2 separate regions of the Ovis aries genome follow, and region 2 is linked to region 1. A link is a contact called in public Hi-C data. All regions are on one chromosome and are shown on one strand. The core of a region is the stretch at or near the end of the contact, and the rest is flanking DNA. Distances in the headings are between cores, read along the strand shown. Region 1 has its middle 47 kb from the start of DAPL1. Region 2 holds the start of CCDC148 (coiled-coil domain containing 148).

What was found. Hi-C and Micro-C count contacts between places; a contact is called where the count stands out from the background.
Region 2: a Hi-C map of hypothalamus shows a contact between it and region 1, with 2.7 times the contacts expected there. The contact joins the promoter of CCDC148 here to the enhancer-like site in region 1. A contact is called at or near these places in 4 of 16 Hi-C or Micro-C datasets (hypothalamus, muscle, omental adipose tissue and 1 more).

Annotation. Positions count from the first base shown.
Region 1 is chr2:150,914,838-150,917,967 of ARS-UI_Ramb_v3.0, reverse strand. No RefSeq gene overlaps it. Among named protein-coding and RNA genes, the nearest start is that of DAPL1, 47 kb to the right of the region's middle. Within about 2 kb of position 1,412, at least 5 of the 54 cell types and tissues checked have an H3K27ac peak or open chromatin away from gene starts, as enhancers often do. A contact at or near this core is called in hypothalamus, where this site is marked.
Region 2 is chr2:151,254,963-151,258,197 of ARS-UI_Ramb_v3.0, reverse strand. It overlaps CCDC148 (coiled-coil domain containing 148), which reads right to left and starts at 1,693. Exons shown (of 16, transcript XM_060409905.1): 1 at 1,359-1,693. PKP4 (plakophilin 4) reads left to right here and starts at 1,828. Exons shown (of 20, transcript XM_060409902.1): 1 at 1,828-2,157.

The DNA of each region.
Region 1 (3,130 bases), core at 163-2,662:
TCAGAAAAGACTGAGCTGAACTGAACTGAAGGGACATCTCAGGGTGGATGACAACTGGTCCATTCCAATCACAGAAGCTCATTCATCTCACTAGGAACTGATTCAGGGAGGAGCAAAGTAACCCACTTTTGGTCCATGAGGCATGAGATAAGGTCTGTTGGGGCAACTTCTGGAAAACAGTTCGAAGAGAATTCTGAAGAGTTGTGTGAGAGGAAAAAGCCCAGGCCTGCTTCCAGGTGAGTGGGCAGCCACTGTTCTGCAGCCTTGGAGAGGCAGACACCAGGACAGACGCAAACTTGCTGAGGATGAAGGAGCTAAACCAGTGAAGGAGTCAAGTCCTTGGTAATTCTGCTAAGACTCCAAAGTAACTCACCCTAGAACTGCCCTGCCCAGGCCAGGGATTGAACCAGATCTCCTGCATTACAGGGAGATCTTCACCATCTGAGCCACCAGGGAAGCCCAATGAGATAATACCTTTTCCTTATTGTTTACTGCCATTTAGGTGAGGTTTTCTGTCACTTGCCATTGAAAGCAACCTAACTGATACAGGTACTCAGGAAATATTCTTGAATGAGTAAGTGTTTATAAGCTAAACTTGCTAAAGAGGGAGAAGAGAGGAGAGAACTAGAATATTCACTGTCTACAGAGAGCCACGTGGGAGAGCACTCTCAGGCACATTATGCCATTTACGCTTCTTAGCCAACTGGTAACCATGATAGTTTTCCCCATATTAGAGATGAGGAAACTGAAGTTCAGAGAAATTGTGTATCCAGCCCAAGGTCACAGAGTTGGTAGGTGCTGGAGCTGGGGAACATTTCGTACTGTTTTATGAGGACTTAGTTCAACATCTGAGCTGAGAGTTCTCATTGATAGTACAGGTTTTTTGTTTTTAATTTCTTTTTTTCTTCTTTCATTTTCACTTATAGTTGAATTTTTGTCTACTACTTTAGAAGTTAAGCAATCTAATTTTGATCTTTAAAAGGTCACTTCTAACCTTTGACCTACACATGTTTACTCACCCCAATTAACTTTCCCATCCCATCACTGTCTCCATGTTCCCCTCCAGAATAGTGTCTTATCACCCTTCATCTGAAATCAGGGCCCGAGGGCCCCAGTCCAAGGGACAATCCTAACACCTCTTGAGCTCGCATCAAGTTACTGTTGGAGTTTCTCCAGGGTTGCCAGCAGCCCTCCTGACAGGAAGCCTGGGAAAGGGAAGAGAATACCATATAGACCTAATTCAAAAATACTTTATTTACACTATACCATGAGGCCTGCTAGACACATGTAGCCTACCAGCATATTCCTCTAGTAATCTCAGGAACAACAAAAATGATTTGTTCAACTCTCTGCAGCCCTTTTCTTCTCCCTGGGCTGGGACTACGCGAGAGGAACAGAGAGTGCGGTCTTTCCTTTGCCCGCCAGAATGTCTTTCTCGCAGCCAGCATTTCACAGATGGATGCCGTAGAAAATGCCTTAGCTGCATCCCGGGAATTTCAACTGCTTTCCTCCTGTTTCTGAGGGAAAACAAACAAACAAACAGAAACTGTCCTTTCTATAGCAAAGCCCCAGGAATCGGCTGTTGGCTGTGCAGAGGGCCTTATGAGCTGGCAATCATGTGCCCTCTTGTGGTCATCTGGAGGAAGTCCCACCAGATGGTCCTGTCTGCAGAAAATCTGCAGGGAGTGTGGGATTCAGAAACAGAATGCCTCAGAACACTTTAATGATAAACGTTATGGTGGAAAGTCACTTGCTTTAGAGTTTTACGTAAAGTACCAAGTACAGGTCATGGGTGTTAAAAGGGACATCCAGGCCGTCCTCAAAATCTGGCAGGTTTCACTGACGTTGCCCTGGGACTGGCCTCCAAGCCTGAGCCCCTAAGGATTAGGTGGATTCCCAAAGCAAGAACCCCCCTGGGAAGAGAGGCTGTTTCTGATAGGAAAATATTTGATAAGAAGCTGAGGCCTGAGTGGACACAATGGTTCTGGCTAGACCCTGGGGAAGGATCTCTTATTTTTTAAATTGCAGCCTAAGGGAAGATGAAAAGAACAAACGGAAAAGTGAGAAAGCCAGGTGAGAGAAGGCTGGCCACACCTTCACATGTAAGTGTCCCTGGGCTTGCCCCACCACAATCCCATCAAGATTTCAGATGAGTCTGTAAGGCCCACTAGTGAGTCAGGGGTCCTCTGGGGGCATCTCAAAACTCTTCATCAGTCAGTGCAAAAGTGAAACTAGCAGGAGGGCACAGGAGTGGGGAGGCTTGAAGAAGCACAAGAAAGTAAGCCTGATGGGCCCACAGGTATCAGGGGAAGGGAATGGAGCATAATTATCCAAATCTAACCAGACTTCTGTGGGGGACTCTAGAAGGTGAAGCTGCACAACCTAACCTTGGTTAAAGCAGATGTTCAGGCTTGGGTGTTCAGAGACAACTGCCCACCTTAACAGCAACTCTAGCCTGAAGGCCGAAATTCACACCATACTGACAAGAGCAGGATAGCTTTCACAGCAGGCCATCTGAACTCAGAGGGGAAGACTGTGACCTCAGGGTTCAAGAACAAAGCCTTCCATCTCAGACTAGCGTAATAAGCTGTTGAAATGCCTCCAGATTTAGCTATTTAAATTCCTCAAGATAGGGATGTGACAGCAAAGACAGACCCCGGTGAGCATCCCAGGTCCAGGGACTTGTCCGTTTTAATACGACAAATGAGTAGCAACACTGGGACTCAAACCCAGGACTTTAATTGCAAATCTCACCTTCTTATCCTATCCTAAGTTGCCTCTCCCATACATAAAGGCCTTTTTAATTATTTTTTTTAATGGTGAAATAACTTCAATTGAGAAAATCTCAATAGTCAAATCCTTCTCCCTGACCTAATCTACTGCCCTTCTATTGGTACTAGAAAAATAAGTATTATAACAGCCCTAAAACTGCCGACACATTTGAAAAATATTTAGCTGTTCGTCAAAGGATGAGACCCACCTGACAAAATAAAACCAAAATAAAGCATCTATAACTGCTCTTCTCCACATCTGTCATGTGTGCCTATAAACAAATGTTATATCCCCTTCCATGGAGATGTCTTTCCTCCAAAATAATCCAGGTATGTGGCTTCCTGACATGCTTCATCTT
Region 2 (3,235 bases), core at 444-2,943, 340 kb before region 1:
TTTTCTTTCCATTTGACATATCTTCTATTGATCATTACAAAATTTTTAAAAAGTCATTGGTATTTTGCTAGTACATTAAAACTGAGTTTTTATTTATAAAAATTTGCACTTTACTTTTTCTATTCTCTTATAAACAAACACCACAAAGAAAACAAAAGGCAGAAATTGAAAGCATGATGAGCTAATTTCCATGATGGCAAGGAATGAGACAGCACTCCAAAGTCCCTGCTGGTTTCTTTCCAATTCTATAAATATTTAGGGGGGAGCACTCATATGTTTAGCTGATTTGTTTCACAGTCCAATCCTGCATAGGATTATGGACAAAGTTCAAATTTTACTACAAACTGCGGAAGACACTTTCTAATTAAGGTACCACTGAACAATTCTTGTTTATTTTTGTAATTTTTAATTATGGCAAGATAACAAACAGTAGCATATTATCCAACTTAAAATTCAGGACAGTAGAAAGACATATGTGGCTTGCACACACATTAATCTGTTGCTCTTAACAAAATATTTGTAATTTCCAAAATTCTATCAGTTTTTTCATACAATATGGTCCCTTCAAATTGAAGGGCAGTAGCCTAAACATAGTCTTCTTAATTAAAAAAATAGTGTAAAAATGGCAAAATCAACAAAAAGAAGGAACATAAGAATATCAGTGACTATATCACAAAACAATATAATGCTTAAAAGCCCAGTATGTTCACAAAGTTCTATTTTAATAGCTAGTATCTAGATATGAAAATTACTTACAAAAAGCAATCTGTATTTACGAACTAGCAAAGTGACTTTAAATGAAAGCAAAGCACTTGTAATTAAAGCTCAAGATTTTCTATGTGACTCCATGTCTCAGTTTATTTATCAAATTTAGAGGCAAACTTGAAAATAGGCAGAAAACAAAATCTACCAAGTGTAATCTATTTCCTTTACTCCCTTGTGAAATCATCAGAAGACATGAAGGATCAATTGCCTGTGTCTTGCCCCACCTTGTAAACTCTTAGGGGAAAGAGCATGCACCTGTCAAGCTTATAGTGCAGAATGCACACACAGATGGGCGTTTAATAAATATCCTTCAGTGGAGAGATTAGAGGTTTTCTTTGGGAAGCAGGGAACACATCTCATGCACTGACTAGATGACATCCATCATACAACACGTCAGCCTGTTTCCTCATAAAAATATCATCCAAAGGAAATCTTTGAATGATGTTTAGTCTCCTTTTAAGTCTTTAGACCCAAAATTTTGATGCAAGATCCACCCCAGGGAAGGGGGAGTGGTTGGGAAGAACAAGTAGATTTGATGTGGGTCAGTGACGTCAGGAAGAAGCAATGATTTAAGGGATGGGGTGCAAACTCACCTGGAGAAGCAGAAGGTGCACACGTGTCAAAGGCCAAAGGGCAGAGGCCGAGGGACTCCCTAATCGCAGAAAAAGTGAAATGCCCACTCCCAGGTTCTCAAGGATTCCTCTAGGGGCTCAGCTGTCCCTGCCTTTGACGCGACGGACTAACCCTTCCATGCACAACTGGGTTTGACAGGGAGACAAAGCGAAAGCTGTCCCAATTTCAATCAGCACTCAGGAATCCCTCGGTAGCTCTTTCCTCCACCCCCTCCCGCACCCAAAGCCAGAGACACCTTCATCCTCACTCCCCACCTTCTCCAGGCCCTCTCGCTCTTAACAGCATCGGTCTCTATGGCGACCTGAAACCTCAGTTCCCATTGGTCAGTTCAATATGAGGGCCGGTCCAATGGGAAGAGCCAGCCTTCTCCTTCCGACCAATGGGGTAGGCAGGGAGCAGGTCCGGAGACGGCGGCGTGCTGACGTTCCCGGGAGCCTGGTGCTGGCTGGGCAGGCGGGCTGAGTGCTGGGCGGGCGGCGGCGGCCTCTGGGCAGTAGAGGGGGCTCCGGGGCTGAGTCCGCGTCGACGCCGGCCGCGGAGGCGGCACCATGGGCAAGGGGTAGCGGGGCAAGTTGGCCACCGCCGCCGCCAGGGGTGGTGGGAGAGCCGCTTCGGGGTAGGGGGCGGGTGGGGGAGGGAGGGGCGGGCAGCCGCTCGGCCGCGGCACTTTTTTAATTTTTTCGAGTGCCGCAGCGGCGACCCCACCGCGCCGATGTTCCTGATCCCCGGAGCGACGGCGGCTGCTGCCTAACCTGGAAAGTAAGTGTGCGGGCTTGCGGGAAGGCGCGGAGACTCCGGCTCACAAGACCCCCGGCCCTCGCCCCCTCGGGCCGGAGATGGGACTTGCCTGCGAGGGGCGCGGGGAGGGACGGGGACGGGCGCCTCCCTCCCGTTACTCCGTCCTCACCGCCTCGCGGCCGCCTCGGCTTTCCTGCCCCGCCTCGTGTTCCTGCCCGCACTCGCCTGCCTGCTCCCCTCCCCCCGGTAGGCGCACAAGTTTCACCCTCCATTTGCTTTTCCCGGTGATTACTCTTCCCCTGGTCTCCCCTACACGCAGCGCACGACCCCACCCCGCATTGGCCTTTTTGGATCTAGGGCCCGCAGCCCCAAACTTGAGCGCCACGCCGAGCCCTCCTGGACGTCTGCCGGGAGGCTTCCCCTCTCCTGCCCCCCTGGTACGCCGCCTCGCGCCCCCAACACCCCTGGGCGCCCGTCTTCGCGAACCCCCAGGGCGGCCCGTCCTTCTCTCCAGCCCCAACTCCTGCACCTTGCCCCGCCCCCCCCCTCCCACGTCCCTTCTGCCAGTGCTGTCTTGCGTTTGCCCGGAGTCCCGCGCTTCTAGCTGGTCCTGCCCACCCACCCTGTCCAGTGCGCCCCTCTCTCCTCGCCGCGTATGCTCACGCTCCACCCCTCCCGGTTCTCTAGCCGCAAGCTTCCCCGGCTGCCCTCTTGCGCGGCCGCTTCCTTCTCTCCCTGCCAGGAGTTGAAGAGGAGCTGCGGCACCCCCAGGCGGATAGAGTGTCCCTGCCCGCCGCTGGCGCTGCCCACCCTTCTCTCTTTCCCCCTCTACCCGGGAAGCGAGGGGCTGAGCGGTTGGGCCGAAATTTGGCTGCGTTGTTGGCTGAGTGCGACAAACAGCGAGAGCGGGCAGTAGAGGCGCCGCGGCGGCCGTGGCCGCGCGGGGCGCAGCAGTAAGCAGGTGTGTGTGTCCGGGGGGGACGCGCACCGCGGGCTCTTCGGCTGGCGACAGACTGTGCAGGAATGCGAGGAATGCACCGGGAGCATAGTCCACGCGGCCCGCCGCGGCAGAACTAGAGCCTTCCCCAGCCCAGCTCTC